2 separate regions of the Gossypium hirsutum genome follow, and region 2 is linked to region 1. Evidence: chromatin contacts called from public Hi-C data. All regions are on one chromosome and are shown on one strand. Each heading gives the region's core, a stretch centred on a gene start, on an enhancer-like site or on the middle of the called end of the contact. The rest is flanking DNA. Distances are from core to core; before and after follow the strand shown. Region 1 holds the start of LOC107887261 (expansin-A15). Region 2 holds the start of LOC107887371 (fructose-bisphosphate aldolase-lysine N-methyltransferase, chloroplastic).

Region 1 (7,960 bases), core at 2,653-5,152:
AAATAGTACCAATTTCTACTTATTTCAAATTGTTAAAAGAGTATAAGTCGATGGAAATGGCCCCCCCAGAGTGTCTTATGATATATTATGAAATTGGTTCTGTAATCCCCAGAGATGTGGAGTGCTCTGCAAGTTCCTCATTTGGAAGCTATTCGGGTTATTTTGGCACTGGTAAAAGTTCAGAACCATCGAGTTCTGGACAAGAGAACAGCATCCTGAATGATTTGAGCGGAAACGGATCATTGCAGCTGCAACTTGGTGGACAGTGCCCCCTCTTCTCTTACAATCTTAATATACTGAATGATCCCAAATTCCCACCTGTGGCGGAGATGAACTTCAATGAAACTCCCGCAGATTATCAGGTTAATGGTGCCCTACAAGGTCCCAGAACTGGATTTGATACTGCCCCAGGTAGTTGGGCTTCCACTTCTGGCTCTTGTGCTGTTACCATGTTTGATGAGCCATTATATACCCGAGTAAGTCTTTCCCCATTACTCCCACTATGCTTTCAACACTTAGCAATGTTGCATGGGTTACCCTACTATTTTATGCATGCAGCTCCAACAGCATTGAGCAATCCAAAGGTTTATTCATGACTTCTCCCAAGTACGGACATGCAATATGGCAATATGGATACCATACAGCATGGACACAGCGACATGGGACATCTCTAAAACAATTAGGACACAACAATGATAAATATTATATATTATATATATTAATAGACAATGAAAAATGTAAAATTGATACTTTCCCATCCAATGTTAACACGCAAATGATTTTTGAATGTTCTAAAATTAATTTGGAAAACGTTGAACCCTGGAAAGAAGGAACTCATAAAACCCAAAATCCTCGGGGGAAGTCCTTTTTGAAACTCAGAATGGGTCAATGAGATGTTTGGATGGTGGTGGCCAAGGCTTAGTCTCCACTCTGAAAATTCCTACTACTTGAATATTGGGCAGGACTAACACACTACGACTTGGACATGCTAACTACGTTCGGCTAAGAAACATCGATTACAAAAGCCCAGACGGATTTTGAGTTTCAATAATGTTGGTGTTCATACTTTGAAAGAAAAAGGCGTCTACATTCCATAAATCCCATGTTTATGAGCTCAATTTAATGCTATACTTGGGGCTTAACGCAAGGGGATGGATAGCATTTTCTGGCATCGTTGATCTCCAAAATGGTGGACATTAAAAGTCAATGCGTCAAACACTTACTTATAAAAGAAATTGAATTTTATATAATAAAAAGACCAAAAAAAAAATCACCCTCACTATAGTAAATAATTGATATTTTATTCAATATCTAACTGGATTTATGCCCAAATTAATTAAATATTTGATAGATAGAACAACCTAATTTCAACTCGGCCATTAAAAAAAATACAAGGTGGAATTGGATTTCGAAATACGTTGGAAAACCAGAATATTGCATGTTACCTGCAGAATCCTCGGATCCCAGCTCTCTAAATTATAGCATTACGAGCAATAAAGTGCATTGACCTGCTTTGCCCTTGGATTTGTGTTTTTTCTTACTTCCAACACTCAGGATCTAGGAGTTTTTCCATGCACCGCCCATTTTCATTCCAAGACCCCTATTAAATTCCAGAGTTGGTCCAATTTTGATTAACAGCCAGCGTCTACTGTTGGCTACAAAATTCCCTTAAACCTTCTCAATTGGTTTTTGATCCCCATTCACACTTGCTGCCGCTCCCATGTAAGGAAAACCAAAGAGGAAGGTTCTGAAATGATAAAATCTCCCGACTTTTCCTTGGGTTTTTTAGGATAATAATCATTTGGTAATTTTATAACAGCCCAAAGAATAAAAATGATAAACATGGAATCATATCATAATAAATCAAAGTTATAGTTTTGCATTGCAAAATTTACAAATTACACTCATACATATATGATAAAATCCAAGGAGATAATCACCCAGCAAAAGCTGATGAATTGAGCTTACAAGCAAAAACAATGCTTCTCAACATCCCAAACGGAGGAGAAAAAAAAACCAAAGGACCTACTAGGTTAACACTGCTGGCGGGTGGTAAAAGTCCCACCTCTGCCATCTCCTCCTGTTTTAACAAACAACAGAAGGAAAAGTGACCCTTAATACTTTTTTTTTTTTTTTAAAAAGGTAACTTAATTAGGACACCTACCCCATAATAAAACTAAAAACCCAAAATGATAAATGGGCTACTTTAAAATAAGCCCTTCACATTTTTGAGTGACCCGAAAGTCCCACTACAGGGCCCTATAGATATATAATATGCTAGCTATACTAAAAGTCAAGCTAGTTAAATACTACTTTGGATGCCTGGTATATTTATATAGTAATTATTAATTAAAACTTAAAAAGCCTAAGATAATAATGTGTTCCTCTAGCGGAATTGGCGGCCAGTGAAGGTCTGCCCAAAGGACCACCCAGCTGGGGCAACATTGCTGGAAACCACAGTACGGCCGTCGCTTGTTGTGACCTTAAATGAGAGGCTTTGTCCGTTGAGGTAGGTGTTGCTCTGCCAGTTCTGGCCCCAGTTCCTAGACATGGGCTGCCAACCAGTCCTGGAGCCCTTGATGGCCACCGCATGTACATCACCAGCACCGCCAACGTTGGTGATAAGAACTAGGTTGAAGTAGGAGTGGCCATTAATGGTGAACCTGATTCCTCCCTTTCTTCTGCATGGTACCCTACAAAGTAAAAAACCCAATGGTTAATAAAAGTAAGTGATATTACTGCGCGGTTACTACCCATTAAAGAAAGTAAAAGCAATGTATTTACCAGTGGAAATGACCAAAAGTGTCGTTTGTCTGTCTTGCAAAACAGAAACTGACCCTAAATATTACTCTAATAGGGAGAAAAGCAGGCCTCATATGCAGCCAAAACAATTAATTCCAACCCTTTTATAGTTAAGCTCATAAATTGACCTTTTTACTGCCTTAAAATAAGGTTTTTCATACATTACTAAAAGAATTGGAACACTAGACAAGTTAAATTTGAAAATTACTGAGTGGTTAGAGAAATAAATAGGCCTCTTTAGAAAGCCCATTTCACAGGGAAGCAGCAAAAGGCAAAACATACCTTCTGTAAGCAACAGGCACAATTCCAGCTCTGTATTGAGCAATATGCTGGAAAACAGGCTGAGAAAGGTCAAAGTGTTGCAGAGGAGGGTTGCACCAGCCCCCTGCATTATTAGGGAGAGCATTGTTTGGAGGGCAGAAATTGGTGGCTGTGACCACAAAGGAACCAGGCAGGCACCACTTTCCATCATCCATACACTTAATCTCATAGCAAGATCCACAACTCAGCCCATTGTTGAACAAAGCAGTGCTCAAAGCTGCAGTATTTGTCCCATAACCCTGGCTATACAGGTTTCCATAACCACAAGCCCCACCTAAAAAAGACCCAAGTTAAGAATTAGTGAAATAAGCCATCCAACCCAAACCGTTGTGCCTAAAAGATGGCTTCATTTGAAGCATACCCATTGTTCCTGAAGCATCACTCCCACCATAAAAGGTTGCATGTGCATTAGTCCAATCACCACTATATCCCTGAACACCAGAGACCATCGCGAGAAACCCCAACAGAAAGACCTTAGCAAAAGCCATTTTCCTGCGAACAAACAACAGAGTGAAGTTTGTTTAAGCACTTGCGAGTAAGAAACAATAAAAAAACTCAAAATGGTAACACTTTTTTTTCCTTCTTAAAAGCACTAAAACTAACATGAGATGGATAAGAAGATTACATGAAGAGGAAGAAGATTGGAAGAGTGAAAAAGAGAGGTAGGAGATGAGTGCAAGGCAGCTGAGTGAGGAAAAGGGGAAAAGGTGAAGGGGGGATTTATAGAAATTTTGGGGGATGGGCACCGTTGCAAGTTACAACTAAACCTAACTACCAAAGGGGACCAAGCCCTATTTGTTTATTCACAAATAGAAAATAGTTCATAGGTAAAAACACAAAGGCACATGGGGAGCTGCTGCAGGGTAAAGTTGAAAGTTGAAACCGCGTGGTTTTGTAGATTTCTGAATAGTAAATTGCCTTGAAAATCAAAATCTAAGAGCACGTTTGGTTCGCTGTATTGGATTAGAGGTGTATTGGATTAGAGGTGTAATGAAATAGAGATGTAATGAAATAGAAGTGTAATAGCAAATCAACTGTTTGGTTGAATGTAATGGAATAGAGGCGTAATAGTAATCTTATGTTTGGTTGAATGGAATAGAGGTATAATAGCATAATGGAAAAAACTAAAATGACTAGAATACCCTTAGCATAAATTTGTTTGGGTAAATAATTATTGTTATTGTTATTTAAATTTTAATAAGATTATTAATATCAATAATAGAGCATTTAATTATATTTAAACATAATAATTATTAAATATATTATAATTAAAATATATAATTTAATAAAATTCTTAATAATCAATATCTTATATGAATTTACTCAAATCATAATATATGATACTATAAAATATAATTTAACATAATTATTATTAAATATATTATAATTAAAATATATAATTTAGTAAAATTCTTAAAAATTAATATTCTTATATGAATTTACTCAAATCATAATATATGATACTATAAAAGATAATTTAACATAATTATTATTAAATATATTTTAATTAAAATATATAATTTAATAAAATTCTTAATAATCAAAATTCTTATATGAATTTACTAAAATCATAATATATGATACTATAAAATATAATTTAAATTAATTAATATTAAAAATATTTTAATTAAAATATATAATTTAATAAAATTCTTAATAATCAACATTCTTATATGAATTTACTAAAATCATAATATATGATACTATAAAATATAATTTGAAGTAATTAATATTAAAAATATTTTAATTAAAATATATGATTTAATAAAATTTAAAATAATTATAACTAATAAATTTTCTTATATGAATTTGTATAATTTAAAATAATTATTATTAAATATAATTTAATAATAATATATAATTTCATAAAATTCGTGATAATAAATTTTCTTATATGAATTTATACAATTTAAAATAATTAATATTAAATATAATTTAATAATAAAATGTTCTTATATGAATTTACTAAAATCAAAAAATAACTTGAGAATTATATTCTGCATAAACATAATTAACTTATATTAAGAAAAGGTTAGATGAAAATAAAATTCTACATCATAATTCATATGTTATATAGTTTTACAACATCATAACAAATTTTCTTATATGAATTTATACAATTTAAAAAGTTTGAAGTACGCAATTCTAAGGAAAAAGTGGAGGGGATGATATCACTTTCCTCTCTTTCTGGATTGCTATTTGTTAATGACAAATGCAACATCAGATTTCAGCTACTCCAACATAAATAGAACAGGGTAACAATTTTATAAGAAACCAAATCAAACAAATTTCCATAATTAACTCCAGTAGTTGATCTATAAGCCAGATCTCCTTCCAGGCATAAGAGTAAATTTCTAACGCCAATAACTAATTTAACTTTACAAATCCATTGGCATGAACTAATCAAATTTGTGTTAAAAATAGATACAGATTCGTTTTCTACAAAGATATACAGAAGCAATGCATTAAAGCAAGCCAGCCATTACTGAATACAACTGCCTCCAAGACTCAACAACCAAAAATACTAAGAAGGGGGAGAGCGAAGAACCACCACAGAGGAAATGAGGCAGTATCATGCATCTAGCAGCAACCACGAACAAGATTTTGTCTAAAACTTCTGCATGATGGGTAAAAAGATTCCTAAAAACCTGATTGTCAAGAAGGTGACATAGACCTCTGGAAGTTGTAATCTGAAAAGATTCTTATCATTTTATGAAAATAAGTGGTACCAAAGGTGTTTGAGGAAGAAGTGAGGTGTAAGTCAATTCATTCCATGTTTTCCCCTCAATGAAGGGAACAGATAAATCAATTGTGTGAAAAATACTTGAAAATATAAACTCCATATACTACCTTCTCTCCATATTTGATTCAGGAAGCATATAAGACACAACAAACATTACTTCAAGAAGCACCAAATACAGTTAACACAATCTCCAAACTATTCAAATATACAATATGGTTTTATTAACAGGATACTAAACCACTAGACCACTGCAAAAGAGCATGTATAATATGATCTTATTAAAAAAGTACAAAAGAGCTACCTCTCATTGTGAAGAGCAAAGAGAACGAATCAAATAAATTGACTTCGGAAAGCAGCCAACTAAGATGGCTACATTGTCAACTTATAAATACAGAGAACAAGGTTCACAATGTTTTGCACAGACAAATAGAACAATATATAATATGAACTCCCACAGAGCTTTATTCTACAAATAAAACTCGCATGCCAACCACTAATTGAATGCAGTGGAATCTATCTGTTAAAGAACATGGAGAAAAAATCCAACAATAATCCAAAAGGCTATTTTTTAGCATGACACCTGGAAGGGAGACATTTATTTTCCGATCAAATAGTCACTGGTTGTGCTATGCTGCAGAAACTTGCAAGAACAATCGAAACAGGAAAAAAAACTGAAAGAAACAAGAATATTAACCTCCTCTTGATCAAACAAAAACTCCTCTTCATCAAGTCCAGCTGTAGGTAAATCCTCATCCTCATCATCTAGCCCCTCCAATTCAACTTCCTCGAGAACATCGTTTCCAAAAAATGCATATTGTGATGCATCAAATACTGTACCTCCTGCATAATAGAAAGGTTAACTTTACTGAAATGAGCTCCTCATAAAGAAGAAAACAACACGGAATCATTAAAAAAAAAAAGAACTTTCTCCAATTCAATGGGCAGGAATGAGGTAATTGAGATGGGCGCAAGTTAACACCCTTTGTGTATCCAAGGGCCTGATATTTCTCAAAATGTACAAAAAGCAGCTTCTCCAATTCAATCATAATTCAAATAAATCGTGCTTATTTCCATCACTAAAAATATTCGAAACCAAAGTCAATTCAACTGAAAGTCTGAAACACCAGCCCACTGAAATCATTAACTGGCGTGATTTAGTAGCCAAATTCAAACTTATAATTACTAATCTGGAAAATGTCCAGGCCAACATGAAACAAAGTCGCTACTTAAAAACCAGAAATTGTTCACATATGGAAACGACATTTGACTTCTAACTGAATCAAACAGTGTTACCACAATTATTTAGCAACAAAAGCCTGCCCTTAGCATTGAAAACACAATATTTAAGGATCTAATTTCATTTCCTTCTAACTTGAAAAAGAGTGTTATATTGAGTTTACCAGTGGTTTGAACTCTAATATTAACTCGAGCCTCTGAAGGATGAGGAATACTGTAGCCACAGAATGTAACCCTTGGGCTGCACAACATAAAAAGGATAGCTTCCACTTTCAATACAATCACTTAAAACAAAGAAAACCCAGCATGAATCAAAGCCAAAAACAGATGTGAGTGAACTGACTCTTGATTCAAAGTGAATCTAACAGCGTTAGCTATGGTATGATCCTCATCAGTTAAAGAAAAAGTGGCAGCACTATTATCAGTGAAAAACCCGTGTTCCATTGTTTCCTTTAATCCAATTTCTAAATCTCCAAACCAAGAAACAAAACTATTAAAAGGATGAAATTTAATCCAATAATCATTGGGAAAACATATTTTTAAATAAAAAATAAGGTTGTATCTTCCTTACCGGTTCCAATGGATAGAACACAATTTCACCGATGGAGAGGAACGGAAAACGTGAGAAGGGGGCTGCTTTCTGATCGGTGTTCGAAGTCCAGTTGTGACGCCAAAGAGAGGTAAGATAGAAAGGTAGAAGCGTGAATCGGTGGAGATAGAAAGGTAAGACAAAAAGGTGAGGAGAGTGGAGAAGAAAGGTAGAAGGAAGAAACAGGGGTAAGACAGAAGCGTGAATCAGGGGGTAAAACAGGGACCAAAACACAATCCGGACCTAAACTGAGCACAACGGAGGGATTG
Region 2 (7,960 bases), core at 3,019-5,518, 250 kb after region 1:
TGAAATTAAATCCTAATGATTCTAGTTTCACATAGAAGAAACGGTGTAAGCAAAAGAGTTTCATATTATGAAATATTTAAATTGATGTGAGATAGAGTCAGAATGACTTCGAAATCCCATGTTCTGATTTTATAAAATCATTGAAAATTGTAAAAAAAATAGTTATGAGTTATAATTTATATGTTTAGAATTCTTAATGAGTATATTTTTAAAATAAATGGACGGGAACATCATCCGAGTCCCGTATGATGAGATAATTAATTTTTAGTGAAGAGGGGTCAGAACTGTCAAACAGCGAAAAATGGTAACTTTAAGGAATAAACTGTACTAATTGGTTGAATCAAAAATTCTAAAAATTTTATGGTAATAATATATGTGAGTCTAGTTTCAAGTAAAATTATCGGAACTTAATTTAGAGTTCTGTAGCTCCAGATATAAATAATTTAGTGACTGTGACTTGAGAAAATAGCTTGACTGGAACATGGGTAAAAATGCAAATAGGGTTGTATTACCATGAGAAGCAAGTTGATAAATTGCTTATTGTTTTCATACGGTCTTACTAAGCTATAAAGCTTACTCCCTTCCTTTATTTTCCTTTAGTGTTTTCAGGTTAGCTCGGGGTTAGAGATCGTCGGAGGCAGCATCACACTATCAAGTTGCTACCTTTGGAATAATGAAGCATATATTAGAAATTTCAAGTGAGTGGCATGTATAGGGATCTAGTTGATTGACATGTATTATTTTGCTTTGGCCAAATGTGTTGGCTATATTGAGTTATATGTATATGGCCATGAGATGTGGCTCATATTTATTATGGCTTGTAAGCCTAGCTATTCATGTCATGTCTAATGTTTATAATGTGATTATGTTTGTTTGCCATGCATGGTTAGTAATATGACATGTGTGTTGGATGTATGCTTTATGACCAATTGAGGTGGTCATAGCCATGTAGTAATTGCACTTTATAAGCACAACTAATAATAATTGAATATGAGTGCTTGATGGATAAGTTGGTAATCATAGTATAATGGTAAAAGTGGTCATCAAAATAACAAGTCTTATGAATGTGAAATGAGGAATCTAAACTGGGTATTGCATGAGTAGATGCATTACTTGTATGAGGACATGTTTATGTTAAGGATATGTCTTAATAAAGAGTGTTTAATCATTAAAATTATGCCATAATTTGCGATTTTGATGTGCATAAGGTTGTAAGAGATTATGGGTAACATGAAGGCTTGGAAAATAGCCTAAGAGTTGGCCACATAGGCTAAGACACGGCCGTGTGTCTCAACCGTGTGAGGGACACGGCCTGGAGACATGGGCGTGTGGCCCGGCTGTATGGTTCGATGTGCATGCTGACGTCATAAACAGAGAGTTACACGGCCTGAGGACACGGGCGTGCCAAAGGCACATGGGCGTATCCCTATATCCACACGGGTGTGTGACCCTGTTTCATGGGAAAATTTTCTAAGTTTTCTTGAAACTTTTCAAAGTTCTCAGTTTAGTCCCGAATCAATTCCGATGAGTGTTTTGGGCGTCGTAGACCTAAATAAGGGACGACATGCATGTGTTTGAAAGGTTTTAAATTAAAAGAGATTTTATGGCCTGGTTTTTGCATGAATGTGTATGTTTAACTCTGGTAATGCCTCGTACCCTATTTCGGCGTCGAACATGGGTAAGGGGTGTTACAGTCTTACACTGACACATCTCGTAGCCGATGCATGTCCCAGACATGTCTTACACTAGCTTACATCGCGAGGCCGATGCATGTCCTAGACATGTCTTACACTGGCTCTCATAATGTGGCCGATGCATGTCCCAGACATGTCTTACACTGGCATACAAATAACCTGAATGTCATGGCATGAATATCCGGTTTATTTCCTAAGGTTCAAACGAGAGTTCTACTATCTCAATATTCATCATACATAATCACTTCCACAAACAAGCAATTTATGCTATATCAATTCAAACACATATAATAACAATGTAGTTGTATTATTTACGTACAACTTACCTCGAATTGCAAAATGTAGACGACTAGTTCGGCTTAGTCCACTTGCTTTGTTTTTCCTCGGTCTAGGCTCGAATTTTGTAATTCTTGATCTATAATGATGAAAATTCACAATTTTAATCATTTTATTAATCTAGACACTCAAAAATTTAAAAATTAGGCAAAATGACCATTTTGCTCCTAGACTTTTACAAAATGACCATTTTACCCCTAGATTCGAAAATTATTTTTTATTAAATTTCCTTATTATCCAAGCCTAACCGACCATTTATCTCTCTTATGACAACCCCAAATTTCCAGTATTTCACAACATTACTATATATTTTACAAACTCTACGAAATGGTCCTATTAGGGTTTTCATGAAAAGTCCCTACACAAGAGTTGTTTATTTCACAACCATGATTCATTTTCTTTCATAAAATTTCAAAAATCAACATGAAAACTCTCATGGTAAAACCTAAAATTTCAACTATTTAACAAAAAGTCCCCTTGTTAGAAAGCTCATGCTACAATGGTTCTAAAAATGTAAAAGTTTTCGAGAAAAGCCATTAAAGTCACTTACTTGCAAGAGTAGAGAGTGATTGAAATTTTTGAGGCTCAAAAACCCCTACAATGGCTGAATTTTTTGTGGAGAAGGAGATAGGGAGATGATATCTTTTCTCTTTATCTTATTTTTATTTTAGTCAATTTAATCACCAAACCCACCAAATTTTGACTTTTTTGACCATCTTTGTCTCCTATGGTCGGCCATGTCTCTTTAAAGGGTCTAATTTCCCTTTAAAGACCCCCAATTTAGGTTCTCTAACTATTTGACACCCTTAGCTATCAAAATAGGACTTTTGCACTTTATGCGATTTAGTCCTTTTTCTCAATTAAGCTCACAAACGTTAAAATTAAGTCACCAAAATTTTCATGCACCTTTATAAACATGCCATCACCCATTAAATAATATTAAAAATAATTTTTTCAAACACGAATTAGTGGTTCTGAAACCACTGTTCTGACTAAGCCCAAAATCGGGTTGTTACAAATAATTTCACTAAAATGGCAAAAACGAATATTACAAAAGATGGAGATAAAACTAAACCCTAAAATCTAAAATAAAAACCCTCAAAATATAAACACAAAATTTTATGAAAGCTTGTGAAAGCTAATACCTAAATCTACTTATAGGCTAAATTCGTAAGTAAAAATAATATTAAAATAACCTACACTAACCATAGTTTAAGTGAGAAACTAAAAACAAAGTTTGACTGGAAGAAGAAAAGCCGAAAAATACGAGGCATAACTCCACATTTTTGTGAAAGAAAATTTCTAGTTGTTGGCTTCGTAAAAACTTTTGTGTTTAAGGCTTAAATTTATTTTTCTAAAGTCTACTAGTGAAATAGAAGAAGAACAAGAAGGAAAGGATGAATACTAAAGGGAAATACAAACCAATATGAAAAAAAAGGTCAAAAGAGTAAAGTTTAGTCTTCAAAACTTTCTACCTATTCAAGGATTAGAGCTTACATTACAAATTATCATCCAAATGATAGAGATAATATGATAATGATATATTTGTAAAAGTTACCTTATCAACCTCGCAATCGCAACTTTTCCCCAAAAAATTGCAAGAACGGATCAAAAGTTTCCAACTTCTTAGTACAAAAACTACATAATAGTCTTACATCTAACAATATAATACATTATTTTATCAAGGATTAGTATTGTAGATTAATTTATATGACTTTTATAAATATTTAATTTTTTTTAAATTTGACCCTACAATTTAAATTTCTTGACTCCACCCTGATTCAAATTGATTTAAAAATTAAAATTTTTAAATTTGAAGCTATTCAACTTAAATCCAAATAATTTTCCAACAAAAAAATCATCCGACGCACAAATATTTAATTCAACTTGATACTTAATGTTGTTTTAAAAATAAAATATAGTTTAAAATATTAGATGGAAAATTTATTTATTTTTGAACAGCCTAAATAAGATACTACTGTTAAGTTATTTCACCCTTTCATAGAGCTAAATAAATAACATGGAATATACATTTTGGTTGACAAGTCAAATCCTTGTTTGTTCATAATACATGCATCTTTTGCATTATTTTGTGGGTTGCAAGTGGACCTGAGATCATCGCATGTAGGGTTACTCATTCTACCACTGAAAAGCCATCATGGGCTGAAAAACCATAAAAAGTAGAAGAAGGGTAATTTTGAAACTATAAAGTTGAGATACGAAGATATAAAATGATGGACTCAAGTAGTAGGCTGATCCAACTTCATTGGTTTTCTTTTCTTGAGTGATTGGTTCAGTTGGATATTTCATGTAAAAATGTTGAAAAGAATATAATCCAAAGCCACAAGCTATAAAATCCCCCACCACATCTTATCTCATCCATTACAACCTTCTTTATGGCACCTTCACTTTTCACTCTCTCATCACCTTCTTCTTCTTTCCCCTCTTCTTCAACTACTCTCAAACCCTTTTCTTCTTTCTCCACTAAACCCACACTTTCCATCCACTTTGTAAAGAAACCCATCCCTGTTTCAGCAACCGCTGACCCTCCACCGCAGCTCCAAACCTTCTGGCAATGGCTCCAGGACCAGGGTGTTGTCTCTGCCAAGTCTCCCGTAAGGCCTGGAATGGTCCCTGAAGGACTTGGACTCATTGCAAAAAAGAATATTTCCAGGAACGAGGTTGTCTTGGAGATTCCTAACCGGTTTTGGATAAACCAGGATGCAGTTGTAGCTTCTGAGATTGGAACCGTGTGTAGTGGATTGAAGCCTTGGGTGTCTGTAGCTTTGTTTTTGATCAGGGAGAGGTTTAGGCAAGATTCTAAATGGGGGGTTTATCTTGATATACTTCCAGAGTTAACAGATTCCACTGTGTTTTGGTGGGTGTGGCTTGGTTTCTTATTTCCTTTTTACCCCCATTTATCTTTAAAAACAAATCTGTTTTTTGGGTTATAAATAATAATTTCCATTTCGTTAATGGGGCTTAGATCATTGTGGTTGATAAAGTGTTGTTTCTTTATGGTTCCAGTGCAGGTCAGAAGAAGAGCTAGCTGAGCTTCAAGGTAAATGCTTAGGATTTTACTTGTAAGAAGTTATAGTCTCCTTATCAAAGTTTGTACAACACTGCAGCAAAGCAGCTGGATTAGAAATATTGTTTTCCATGTTATTTAGGTTGAAGATTATCTTGTTTCAATTTTCATAGTTGGTACTGCATTCCAATGACCAGGTACTCAATTGTTGAGCACAACACTGGGGGTGAAAGAATATGTGCAGAATGAGTTCTTGAAAGTAGAGGAAGAAATCATACTCCCCAACAAGCAGCTCTTTCCAGCCCCTATAACATTGGATGATTTCTTCTGGGCATTTGGGATTCTCAGGTCAAGAGCATTTTCTCGCCTTCGCGGTCAAAATCTTGTTTTAATACCTCTTGCAGACTTGGTAAGCAGCATCCCTTCACTATGTTTCCAAACATCATCTTGCTTGCCCTGGAATCAGTTTCCAGAAATTACATGCAAGTTGGTCTGATATAAAAGGGTGATCATCCCCGCAACTTGTTCCCAATTTACAGAATATGAAAGAAAAGCTGTAACAGTCATGGTTATGTGGAAAGCTATAACTGCCTTTAGTTTCATTCTTTAACTTTTCTTCATTAATCAGATCAACCACAGCCCTAACATAACTACAGAAGATTATGCATGGGAGATTAAAGGAGCTGGACTTTTCTCTAGGGATCTCCTCTTTTCCTTGCGGTCTCCAGTTTCTGTCAAGGCTGAGGAGCAGGTGAGTTTTTTTTCTTTTAGAAGCTATCTGAGAAGGGTTATATTATATTTTATATATATCATCCACCTATCCCGTTGTCTTAGCATTCCTGCCATTTTAGCTAATCAATTAACGCACCCAAGATTTATAAACGTGAAAGGACTCAAATTGTCTGATACAATTCTAAGCTGAAAAATTCTGAGATTACATGTATGCAGATCATATAGTTTACTTATATGACAGACTGGATTAACTTGATCCTTTTATAACATGCATGTTGCAAAACAATTATGTTATCATCAAGGGCAAAGCTAGAAAATTTTTATAATTTTTATAGAATTAAGTTATATAACCTTATGAGAATTAAAATGCAATTTCACAATTTTAATAGCTTATATATTTATAAGTTTTGAAGGACAAAATCAAAATTTTGTCATTTTTGGGACCAAAGTATACTGTTATCTTTTACTAAATTAAAATCTTGTAAAATTTAAAGTGCCAAATTGAAATTTTACGCCTGGCCCCTACCAGCCCCTGGATATGATATGAAACATGTTCCATTGTATAGACTGATTGAGAAGACGATTCAACAGGTTTTGATTCAATATGATCTAGACAAGAGTAATGCTGAGTTAGCACTTGATTATGGATTCATAGAATCAAAGTCCGAGCGCAATGCTTACACGTTAACATTGGAGATATCGGAGTCAGATCCCTTTTTTGGAGACAAGCTCGACATTGCTGAGACAAATGGTTTGAGTGAGACTGCCTATTTTGACATAGTTTTGGGTCGTCCTCTTCCACCAGCACTCATTCCATATCTACGACTGGTGGCACTTGGGGGAACAGATGCTTTCCTCTTGGAATCTATTTTTAGAAACACAATTTGGGGCCACCTTGATTTACCTGTAAGTCGTGCCAATGAAGAGCTCATATGCCGGGTTGTCCGTGATGCCTGCAAATCTGCTCTCTCTGGCTATCATACCACCATTGAAGAGGTAAAGCTATATCTTTTCTTGTATAAAAATCAAAGCTAATTATTTAGTAGTAATTAATTTATCAACGCCTGCAAAAGGATTATTTGCTAATTATATGTGCTAAAGAGAATCATTCTACTAGGGGTATAGGATTGCATCCTTAATCCTATGTCACAGTGACTCTTCTCTAACAACCACCTTCGGCTTCTTTCAATAAATTTGAGCAAACAATTTCCTTCTAACCAAAAATTTTCCAAATGAGTGTTTCATTACTGAACAATTCATGTTAATTGCAGGATGAAAAGCTGATGGAAGACGAAAATCTTGATTCGAGGCTGAAAATTGCTGTAGGAATCAGGGCAGGAGAAAAGAAGGTGCTCCAGCAAATTGATGAGATATTTAAAGGACGGGAATCAGAATTGGATGAGTTGGAATATTACCAGGAAAGAAGGCTCAAAGATCTTGGTCTAGTTGGAGAGCAAGGTGAAATCATCTTCTGGGAGACCAACTAGGTCATGTCAAAGACTTGCAATATATATCAAGGTCCATGTGTTAAAGATCGAAGGAAATTCCCATCACGACTGTCCAAATTTAGTTTGCACAACATTTTAACAATGCCCTTCAATCATGTTGTAGTTTTGCTGTAGGGAATTTTGCTTGGTAGATGATTTCTGTTGCCTAGTAGCTACTCTTTTTATCCATCCTCAACCCGAGCTATATTTCTTAACAATTTAACATTGAACTGCAGCTAGATAAAATCATTAATGATTTCCTGGTTATGCATTCCTTTTGTGTGATGATTTGTGCTAGATTCAGAAGATGAGAAATCAATTCTTCACATCAAGGCACTAACTGTACAAATATTTGGTTAATTCAACAGTGGAATTATGTGACAGTGCTGAATACAAAATCAACAGGTAAGCGGGGGACAACAAACAAATAAATCTATAAGCAAAAAGGGGATAAAATATGTTTCCTTTTTTTTCTTTCTGTGCCTAGATGGAACCTGGAGGACTTCCTGCTGTTGTTTCTTACAAAACTCTTTTGAAGTACATTTATACATGGATGTTTAGAGAATTTCTCCAGGACCTGACTGGTTATCGTCCATAAAGTTTAGGAACAGTTGCGTGGAAACCATTTCGAGCTGAGTTTCAGAGCTGCTTACCTGCAGTCATTGTAGCTTACTTGATTTACG

Evidence for each region. A called contact is a pair of places that touch in the nucleus more often than the background predicts.
Region 2: a Hi-C map of leaf shows a contact between it and region 1, with 2.5 times the contacts expected there. The contact joins the promoter of LOC107887371 here to the promoter of LOC107887261 in region 1. A contact is called at or near these places in 4 of 34 Hi-C or Micro-C datasets (callus and leaf).

Annotation. Positions count from the first base shown.
Region 1 is chrA03:67,016,504-67,024,463 of Gossypium_hirsutum_v2.1, forward strand. It overlaps LOC107887261 (expansin-A15), which reads right to left and starts at 3,903. Exons shown (of 4, transcript XM_016811452.2): 1 at 3,749-3,903; 2 at 3,485-3,615; 3 at 3,085-3,397; 4 at 1,857-2,693. The coding sequence starts at 3,750. The coding sequence ends at 2,387. It overlaps LOC107887260 (agamous-like MADS-box protein AGL30), which reads left to right. Exons shown (of 12, transcript XM_016811451.2): 11 at 113-476; 12 at 559-1,310. The coding sequence ends at 573.
Region 2 is chrA03:67,261,284-67,269,243 of Gossypium_hirsutum_v2.1, forward strand. It overlaps LOC107887371 (fructose-bisphosphate aldolase-lysine N-methyltransferase, chloroplastic), which reads left to right and starts at 4,269. Exons shown (of 6, transcript XM_016811579.2): 1 at 4,269-4,908; 2 at 5,063-5,091; 3 at 5,256-5,467; 4 at 5,687-5,809; 5 at 6,382-6,786; 6 at 7,062-7,544. The coding sequence starts at 4,427. The coding sequence ends at 7,277. It also overlaps the pseudogene LOC107887370.